Linked DNA regions of Mus musculus: region 2 is linked to region 1. Evidence: chromatin contacts called from public Hi-C data. All regions are on one chromosome and are shown on one strand. Each heading gives the region's core, a stretch centred on a gene start, on an enhancer-like site or on the middle of the called end of the contact. The rest is flanking DNA. Distances are from core to core; before and after follow the strand shown. Region 1 overlaps Gm32210 (a long non-coding RNA gene). Region 2 overlaps Gm13986 (predicted gene 13986).

Evidence for each region. Hi-C and Micro-C count contacts between places; a contact is called where the count stands out from the background.
Region 2: a contact with region 1 is called in a Hi-C map of the C2C12 cell line, with 1.9 times the contacts expected there. The contact joins two enhancer-like sites. A contact is called at or near these places in 1 of 15 datasets of contacts at CTCF or cohesin (the NIH/3T3 cell line), 4 of 484 Hi-C or Micro-C datasets (the C2C12 cell line, adipose-derived mesenchymal stem cells, muscle stem cells and 1 more) and 1 of 115 datasets of contacts at active chromatin or transcription factors (bone marrow-derived macrophages).

Annotation. Positions count from the first base shown.
Region 1 is chr2:117,728,796-117,733,965 of GRCm38.p6, forward strand. All of the region lies in intron 2 of Gm32210 (a long non-coding RNA gene), which reads left to right. Among named protein-coding and RNA genes, the nearest start is that of Gm32210, 26 kb to the left of the region's middle. Within about 2 kb of position 2,661, at least 38 of the 459 cell types and tissues checked have an H3K27ac peak or open chromatin away from gene starts, as enhancers often do. A contact at or near this core is called in the C2C12 cell line, where this site is marked.
Region 2 is chr2:117,948,108-117,953,277 of GRCm38.p6, forward strand. The region is part of intron 8 of Gm13986 (predicted gene 13986); the gene reads right to left. Among named protein-coding and RNA genes, the nearest start is that of Gm25308, 130 kb to the right of the region's middle. Within about 2 kb of position 3,049, at least 50 of the 459 cell types and tissues checked have an H3K27ac peak or open chromatin away from gene starts, as enhancers often do. A contact at or near this core is called in the C2C12 cell line, where this site is marked.

The DNA.
Region 1 (5,170 bases), core at 1,411-3,910:
GAAGCCAGAGCGGGGGTGGTTTACCAAAGGATCTAGAGGGCTGCTGTTGTAACTCAACAGTTTAGCTTGCCCAAAAAATGTGTACCACAATGATCGATGGTAGCACACTAAGTCAGACTGGGCTGAAATGAACGGGACTTAATCTTATTTCACTATGTGAATTCCTAGAGTTTTATGGTTTGATCAAATTCCTAGCCACAGAATCTAAAGGCAAAGTGTGATGAGTTTTGCTTTTTCGTTAGGGATCATGAAGGAAGTGAGGGAGTGGGACACTAAGAAAGAACAAAGCTGAGGGTGTTTCTAAGTGTGCTGCCCACTGCATGCTGCTGTACACTGCTTGAGCTTAAAGAATTCTAACAGAGAATTCTTTATCCCATCTAAGAACAGAATGCTTATGAATCAAGGGAGAGAAATTTTCCCTTTCTCCATCATCCAAGTCAAAGTGGGCATTAAAGTCTCTGGCTCTCTCTCTGACATCATCTCTGGAATCTGCAGTAAGTGACCAAGGAAAACAAAGTCCCTGCTTGGGAGTATTTGTCAGTATGCACAAATGCACAATTTCTCTGCCATGCACTGTCCTATGTAGGGCCTCTCAATGTGAGGTAGAGCAGAGCAACCTTGAAGGACCTCCCTGGTTTTGCATCTCTGGAAAGAGCATGGTGATTGCTCTTCCTAGAGGCAGGAGTTTACACAAAGACAAGGAGGCAGGGTCCATAGGAACTATTATATCCAATAAGCTCTGAATCCAGGGCAGGATCTATGGACCAGAATTGGTCTCTCAAGTGTCAGCTCTTCCTTCTATGAACATTCACCGTGAAGAACTGCTCTTTTGCTAAGACGCACATATCCAGGTAAATGTAACCAGACAAGGGCTATGGATCACTCATGCCTGCCATGTGCTACTGGGGCAGAGGGACTGTCTTGGGAATTATTCTCCTGTCTCCAGAACCTTGGATAACATAGAAACCCCTATCCTAATCCCTGCCTCAGAAAATGTACTCCCTGATCCTCTTTTGGAAGAAGTACCTTATAGCAGCCCTAAACAAAGGATTTCTAGCACCCAGAGGTGGGGCAGGGAGAAGGGCAGTTAAATAATATAGAGAAACTGTTCCCTGGACAGGGCTCTTTAAAAGCTGATGCCATCCATGGCTTGTCATAACCTGCTTTTCAATTTATATAAGAATCAACAGGGAATCTAATTTAGCATAGCTGAACCTTGGTGAGCCACAATCCTGCCCCTTACTGAATGAACCAGTTCAACAATTTCTTCCTGTAATAAATAATAGTGGAATTTTGTTTTGTTTTTTACTCGTTTTGGGGACATGTTCTCATATAGGCCAGAAAACTCACTATGTAGCTGAAAATGGCTTTAAACATCTGATCCTAGTCTACCCCTCCAAAGTATTGTAACATAAGCCCAGACATTCTAAAAGCGCTCATTATAATATCTAATACATATGCATAAAGTTTATATAGCACTTGCCTGAAAATATAAAACTATTAGAGACAAACAGCAAATGAGCCTTAGCATTGTAATAATTCCCCACAGGATCAGAGTGAATAAGAGGCACTTTCATATATGTATGTAACATACTTTGATCATATTTGTCACCTGCTATTTTAACCCCTGTCTTCCTTCTATCTTGCTTAATTTCATGCCCCTTTTCTTATCTAGGATGACATCATAGAAAAAGCATATTATATTATTCCGAGTGTGGCTTATTTCATTTAACACAATGATCTACAGTTCCATTCATTTGCCTGAAAACAGCATAAATCTTATTCTTTCTTATAGCTGAGTAAAAATTTTACAACTGAGCTTTTATGATACCAGACAGAACTTACAAGAAAGAAAACATGCATGTAGGGAATAAAATGGAAGACTGGAAATAAGGAAAATATCTAATAGAAGATATGCCCTTCTTAGAAGGCAGTAAGCTAAATACAGTAATAGAAATATGTAATACTTATTGGATGCTTACTATAAATAGGATCTACACTATACTCTCATATGTACTAACTACTGTAAACCTCATCTCAGTCATCAGATGAAGGATGTGAGGCACAAAAGGCTGAAGTAACCTCAGCATCACACAGCTATTGAATGACAGGTACTTTCAGACTCTGAAGAAGATATTCATGTGGTGAAGAGTGAACTGGAGATTTATTAGACTTCAGATATCTTTGTATCCTAGGGCCAGGCACATGCATAGTCAGTCAGCAAGCAATGACTTGTCCTAAGGAAGTGAGCTGAATTGAATGATCTGCAAAGAAGTGGAGAAGAAGAAAAATCCTAAGGTCATCATAGAAACTGAAATTGCAAGACCAGGAGCCAGAATATGCAGTACTCTGCCCTTGCCCCTGGATAAGCTTCAGGGGAAGTCCAGGAAGAAATCCAGAGGCACTGAATAGGTCTTTGGTCCTATCAGGAGACAAATAGAAGGTAAAGAATAGAGCAAGGCTCCACAATTCCAACTTGAATAGTACATTTGTGTACCATGACTCTGAGCACCAGGCATCCTCCATCTAGCGGCTTGTTTAAGCTCTGAAAATACATACCCTCCTTAATAGATGGACACTTATTTCAGTCTTGTCATTCAAGTGGCTAACTACTGTGACCACAACTTTCTCAAGAACGCTTGTCATGTTGAGACAAACCACAGGAATGACTGGGCAACACCCTGGGAACTCAAACTCTGAAGTATACTAACAGTTGTGTGACCCTAAGCACAGCAGTCTGGCTACTTCTCCAAATTCACTGCTTTCAGTCTAACAACAGAGTGGCTTAAAACAGTGCCTCCATCCATATATCCATCCATCCACATATTCAAGGCCATTCTGTATCCCTACCTGACCCTCCTCTATTACAGCTGCTCTGCTTGGCTTTGGCCATTTCCTCTCCTTTTTTCTTCTCCCCTCCACCTCACTTCACACAGCCCATTTCATTTTCTATCTCTCTAAAGAGAGATAGCATTTTCTCCAGTCAGGAGAATTCAACAGGCCAATGTAATAAACATTTTATGAATCTAGCAAGTGCTTGTCTGCCATTTTAATGTCTTAGTTATTTCACATGGCCTCAGTTACAGTCTCCCTGGGGCAACAGCTCTTCATTTTAGTTCCAAAGACAAAGCATGTAATCTAACTCCCAAATCCTACTAAAGGGCAGAAAATGTGGTACCCACTCACTCACATATTCTCAGCGAAGGTTTCACAGACATGGTTTTGTTACAATTATTTTGGGACTGGACTTTTGAATCAATTATACACTTGGTGGGTGCCAACAACATTTGTTCCTTCAATATCATGTTTTTAATAATTAGAAAGTATTTCTCTGGATCACATAATGCTTCAGGCTTGCCAAAAGCGAGCTCCAATAATGACTTCTGAGTGCTGTGAATGATTCTGCTGGGGCTGCCACCACAAAAATAACCTCTTCACCGAGTAGAAATGATTTTCTCTTAACTTGATCTGCTATTTGCCTAGATTTCACTTAAATAAGTTTGCCTTTGAAGACCAGAAACTTTCATACTGTTTATCGTTCAATCCAACTTAACTATCTAGAAAAAAGCTTTTATAGCCCTTCTAACATCAAACATTGGACACAGTGGTATAGAATGAGGTCATTGCTACTCAACATTTGCTGTGATGACCCATTAAGGAGGAGCAAGTATATCTCCCACTTGGCAGATAATTGTTCTTCCAGCCCAAGAAAGTAAGCCTCTGTCTATTTCGGATACTAAGGCTGAGGTTATGATGACTATCAATGCACTTACACTGCCAGGATTGGAGTCCCACAGGATCTCTGCATAAGTAACACAGGCCACCAAGTGTCTCCTTCTTGTACATGTCCCACCTTTGACCTTAGTCATGAGACTCTCTGCTAAATGTCCTCTATCCCTTTGTATGAGTACATTCAGAACATGCTGGAGAGTGTTCAGGACTGGCATACTATTACTGTTATTGAGAGAAATCATTTAACCATAGAATTTTCAAAGGTCTGTGAATAGAATCATAGGGAAGCTCCAACAGGGATAGTTATTGTGATTTTACAATGCGAGACTTCTGTGTAGTCAATCTCAGAGTTTCCTAAACTTAGAGTCAGTCTCACTGGACCAAAAGGATGAGCAAGTCCAGGAGTTATTTGAAAAAAAAAGGGGGGGGGGAGTTGGTTTTATAGAAAATTTTTGTTGTTTTGAATTTTTGGTAGGACTAGAAAATGAATGTAAGGCCTAATACATGCTAGGTAAGCACTTCAAAATGGAATAACCATAGCCCTAAATATTGGTCTTGAAAACACACACACACACACACACACACACACACACACACACACTAGTTCTTTGAGAATTTTGTACAATGTGCTTAAATCCTCTTCATGCCTGCCATAGACCTTTAACTCTTTCCAGATCTCTCTTTCTGTCTGTCTCTGTCTCTGTGTCTGTCTCTGTCTGTCTCTGTCTTTCTGTCTCTCTGTCTGTCTCTGTGTCTCTGTCTCTGTCTCTCTCTCTGTCTCTCTGTCTCTCTCTGTCTCTCTCTCTGTCTCTCTCTGTCTCTCTGTCTCTCTCTGTCTCTCTCTGTCTCTCTCTCTCTGTCTCTCTCTCTCTCTCTCTCTCTCTCTCTCTCTCTCTCTCTCTCTCTCTCTCTCTCCAAATCCCACCCAACATTATATCCTCTTTTTTAACCACCAAGACCAATTCTTGGATGTGTGGTCTTCCACTGGAGTGTGGTCAATTTAACAGGATCTAAACTTTGAGTAAAGCCTAGCTCTGCCTCTCCTAGAAGCTAACAGTGGTTGAAAGCACCATGGCCTAGCTACCATCTGCCTGTTGGCATTTGGTCTGGTTCAAGCCTGTACAGGTTATGTATATACTGTTACAACCCCTGCAGTTGTACTTTAATGGCAAATAAGGGCTGTCTTGTCATGTGTGACCACTAAGAAATGCTCTTCCTTGAACTGATTTCTGTTAGATTCTGGCAGACTAAAAACTAAAGTACTAGTGACTAAATATTCGTCCTCTTGGGCATATAGTAAAAAAGGTATGGATGTTAAATTATTCCAGAAATGTATGCAAGTAATATTCAAGAATTTCTGAACTTATGAATTAGATTACTTTACAATATAATACTTTAGTCAAGTATTTATCTAATTTGCAGTGAACTTAGAAATATA
Region 2 (5,170 bases), core at 1,799-4,298, 220 kb after region 1:
ATTAGCTGCTTCTGTCCATTGGCTGGGGACAACTGTCTGCCTCTGAGACTTTCAGCTGCTTGTTGGGTCTTCTGGAGTGCAATCATCCTAGGTCCCTTTTTGTGAGCTCTCCATAACCTCAGTAATAGTGTCAGGCCTTGGGGCATCCCCTTGAGCTGGATCCCACTTTGGGTCTGTTGCTGGACCTTCTTTTCCTCAGGTACCTCTCTATTTCCATCCCTGTAATTCTTACAGACAGGAACATGTCACCAAAAGAATTATCCATAAAGGAAAAATCAATTTATTGAACTTCATCACATTTCAAAATATTTGAATGCCAAAGAATTTTCCTCAGATGAAAATCTGATCTAAAGACTGGAACTATTCATAATTCACTTTGTGGAAAAGGCCTAGAGTCTAAAACAGACCTGATAAACCAACACAATGGAATGTCACTCAGTAGGCATTCTGTCTCTCATGTATGTACATACATACGTATGTATGTATGTATGTATGTATGTATGTATGTATGTATATGGATCCTGTATTAAAACAAAAGATAGAGACATACTAATTAAGAATAATACCCTTCTAAATGAACTTTTCTATTGAAAAGAGTAAACATGAAGTCTTAAATAAAATAGAATCTTCAAACCATGAACTTGTAGAATATGGCTAGCACTACAGTCCTGACTATATAGCTGGGTTGTTGGAGGCTATCAAGTGACTATTACATTAAAAAATGCTACCCATCCCATAAAATTTTATTGTAAATGAGATTCCATATGGTCATTATTAAACTATACTTTATAGTGGTAATGAAACAGGTGTTATTTTTAGTGACAAAATCCCCTGGGCTGCATCCTTGTATGCAGACAGCTGCAGTGTGTCACCCTTACTCTCATCCCTCTCCATGTTGGAATTCAACAAAGGGGACATAAGTGGATGTGCAATCTTAGGTTCTAAAGTAATACATGTTACTCAGAGTCACAGGCAGAGGACAGAGGAGACAAAGGAGACACCACTATCCAAATGTAGTACAGTTTGAGTACCAAAATAAGCAATCATGCTAACAGTTTATAACATGAATGAAATTAAAATTCATGATTTCATAGAAGGTAGGTAGACAGATTAATAGAAATACATACACATATACGCACACATACACACACACACACATGATAGAGAGATAGGCTGGCAGACAATAGGAATTTTTCCTTATGATAAATTCCAACTAAAGAATGTACAGAATAGATGAAGAGATGAGAGAACAGAGAAAGCCAGCAGCCATTGCCCTAACTCACAAGCACAGTTAAAAGCAGCAGCAGCGTAGGACACCCTGACATCAGTGCCTCCTGGTGTGCCTAGAAAGACATAACATAACTTTCATGGCATTTAGGCTGTAAATGTATAACCTGGGTCTAATCCAGACATAATGTCAGACAAACCCAAATTGAGGGACATTCGATAAGTAGTCACAACTCTGAAAATGTCAAGATGAAGAAAGACTGAGGAGCTGTTTCATAATAAGAGACCAACAAGACATAACAACTGCATGTCACACAATTCTGATGAGCCCCACACCAGAAAGAAAAAAACATAGACATGAATAATGTCCCTGGGGCGCTGACAACTTTTGAAAGTGGATGGGGACTAGACACTGAGATGCTAGCCACTGTCAGTCTCCACACTCAGATATTTGTTCTCAGTCCAAAGGAGAGAGTTCCTTGTTAGGAAGTAAACAAATAAAAGAAAAGATGAGCAATGTCTCCAACTTAGGGGGGAAATTACCTTTGGTTCCTTGGAAAGGACAATTTTTTTAAAGGTTTGTAGAAGAGCCAATGACACTAGACACAGTATTTTTTATATGAAGTTTTCATAGAGGAAACATATCTAAAATGTCTTATTGAAGAAGCAGTAATGAGGAAATAAAGAGAGGAAGAATGCACACCCAGAGACAGAGACAGAGAAGATAGAGAGCAGACGAAAGAGAGAAGAAAAAGAAAATGCACTGGCAACCTAAGCAAGAAAAAAGGATGCAAAAAATCCCATGCTTTTGAGTTCTACATTTCTAAAATTAAAAATTACAGAAAAACAAAAGCAGAGAGATGGGAGGGGAGGCATCAGCAAAAGGAGGAATAACAAGGAAATGTCTGCATTGTATAGGGATCACTCACACTGTTGCCTCTGCAACAAAGTCCACTGTGTGACTCTTTCATTTACACAGGGCTTGTAGTGTCCCACTTGGATCTCTCACAATTGAGAGTATCACACACACACACACACACACACACACACACACACACACACACCTTGCTTTACAGAGAACAGAGCAGAACAGAGGTATCCAACAGCAGTTAAGTTCTAAAGTAAAATGCATTAAAATATGCTTAAAATATAAAAGTACCTGAGACTGTTATAAATATTCTCTCATGGAGACTTCTACAACCTCAACAAAGATCTCTGAAAAGAAAGTTCAAGAACAAAGAGATTAAAATAGTCTCCGTTCATTGATTGATGATTTCAGTGTGCCAGGCACTGGTGGCATTAAGCCAGTTGTAACCTCTGTGTGTAGTGAACTAGAAAAGAGAGGATTTTAAAACTCACCTCTAAGTGTACTAAGATATCGTGGTCTTATTACAAATTACCATCCTTTATAAGTTTTTTCATTTTCTGTCATTTATCACTTTATAGCTTCCTGCTAGCCACCAATGACTGTATAACTCCATGACAAGAAAGTAGGTGTGCACAGTCCATCTGTACAGCCAGGTGTGCTAAGACAGCAAAAAGCTCCCCAGGAACACTGCAACAGGAGGATGACTGTGGGCCCTGCTCTCTTGCCCCAGGTTTAGACAGACTGAGCTGTCCTTGTGGCAGTCGCTCCCTGGATTAATTAACTCAGAATTAACTCTCAATGGCAATTCAGATTTCTGCTTTTAATTTCCCCCTGTGCTGAAAAATAAATAGGTCTAACCACATTTCCAGGCTCCTTTGCATGGGCTTTCTGTGCCTTATAGCAGGGCAAGACTCGCTGGGAAACATCTGGACCACCTCCAAGTGGGTATTTAGTTTCTTTGTTGTTGTTCAGGATAACCTAGCTAACCGCAGGCCTTCTCCACCACCACACTGCAATGTACCTGAACTAGAGCCAAGATGCCATCCCACAAGATGTACATGAGAAATGAAAAAGAAAGAAGAAAATGAGAAAGGAAAGAGCCAGGGAAAGGAATAAAAATTGTGAATATTTTCTCATTATACATTTTCCTCTCCTGACTTCACAAAAACGTGCAGACCTCGAGTGCACTGTCCTATTTGGGAATACCTCTGCTCTCTGCCCAGCCCAAGAAGATTATAGGATTATTAGCATGAGGTACATTCCTGGGATCCCAATCCCTGGGGCACATGCACAGGCTTTCAGCTTTGGGAGGGAAGTGGGGGCAGGGTGACAAATGCCTTTGGGGGTGTCTGAAGACATGCAGATGGCTTTCACAGGCTTGTGCCAACCTGTGGTTTGTACACTTCCTGCCTTATCCATACCAACTCTGTGCCAACCTCTTTCCCCCACACACCCCAAAATAAGTTAGTTTCTGCTCACTCAAGCAGTACAGGCTTGAAATTTTCTAGGTTATTTATTTATTTTCTTATATTCTTCTCTCACACATTACATTTTGAATGCAGTTTGCCCTCCATCCACTAATCCCAGTCCCTCTCCTCCCTTCTTTTCTCCTTCAGATCCACTCCTCTTCCATTTCCCTTTAACAAAAATGAGCAGGCATCCCAGGGATATCCTCCCTACATGGCCTAACAAGACACAACAAAGCTAGACCTAAACCCTCATATCAAGGCTGGATGAGGCAAGCCAGTAGGAGGAAAAGGGTCCCAAGCACAAGCAAAAGAGTCAGACACTCCTCACTGCCACTGTTAGAAGTTCAACAAAACACCAAGCTACACAAACATAAAGTATCAAAATTCTAACATAGACCTTGAAAGATCAATTCTCAATTTCATATGGAAAAATAAAAAACCCAGGATAGCAAAATAATAATAATAATAATAATCCTATATAATAAAAGAGCTTCTCAGGGTATCACAATCCCTGATCTCAAGCTGTACTACAGAGCAATAGTAATAAAAATGCATGGTATTGGCATTAAAAAAGATAAATTAAGGGAATAGAATTGAAGACCCCAAAACAAATCCACATACCTACAGATACTTGGTTTTTGACAAAGAAGCCAAAACCATACAAAGGAACAAAGAAAGTGTCTTTAACAAATGGTGCTGGTCTAACTAGTTGTCTGTAGAGGAAAATGCAAATTTTGTACAACCACTCCGGAAATCAGTCTGGCAGTTTCTCAGAAAATTGGGAATAGTTCTACCTTAAGACCCAGTTATACTACTCCTGGGTATGTTACCCAAAAGATGCTCTACCATCCCACAAGGACACTTTCTCAACTATGTTCATAGCAGCCTTGGGCATAATAGGCAGAAACTGAAACAACCCAGATGTCCCTCAACCAAAAAATAGAACACTGCTCAGCTATTAAAAACAAGGACATCATAACATCTGCAGGCAAATGGATGGAACTAGAAAATATCCTGAGTGGGGTAACCCAGACCCAGAAAAACACACATGGTATATATTCACTTATAAGTGGATATTAACCATAAAATATAGGCTAACCATGCTATGATCCACAGACTCAAAGAAGCTAAAGAAGGTTCAAAGAAGGATACCTAAATCTCATTCAGAAGGAGAAACAAAACAGACACAGAAGTAGATGAATACAGAGATGTGGGTGAAGAGGAGAAAGCTGGTGGAGATCGGGTGTGGGGAGAACGGAGGTGGGAGTAAGAGGTCTGCGAAGTAAGGGGGAATGAGAAGTATCTCTAGGACAAGTCAGCGACTTGGATAGGGGAGAGTCTTGGAGAATATGGGGGTGATTCTAGTTGAGACTCCTAACAGCTGAGAATATGGAACTTGAAGTGGCCAACTCTTATAGCCAAGCAGGACTTCCAGTGGAGGGAGGGGGACACCAACCCATCCACAAAACCTTGGACCCAAAATTTGTGCTGCCTACAATATTTTCAGGGATAAAGAAGGAGCAGAGATTGAGGGGATGGTCAACCAATAATTGCTCCAGCTTAAGATCCACCCTATGGGAGACAGCCAACCCCTAACACTAATAAT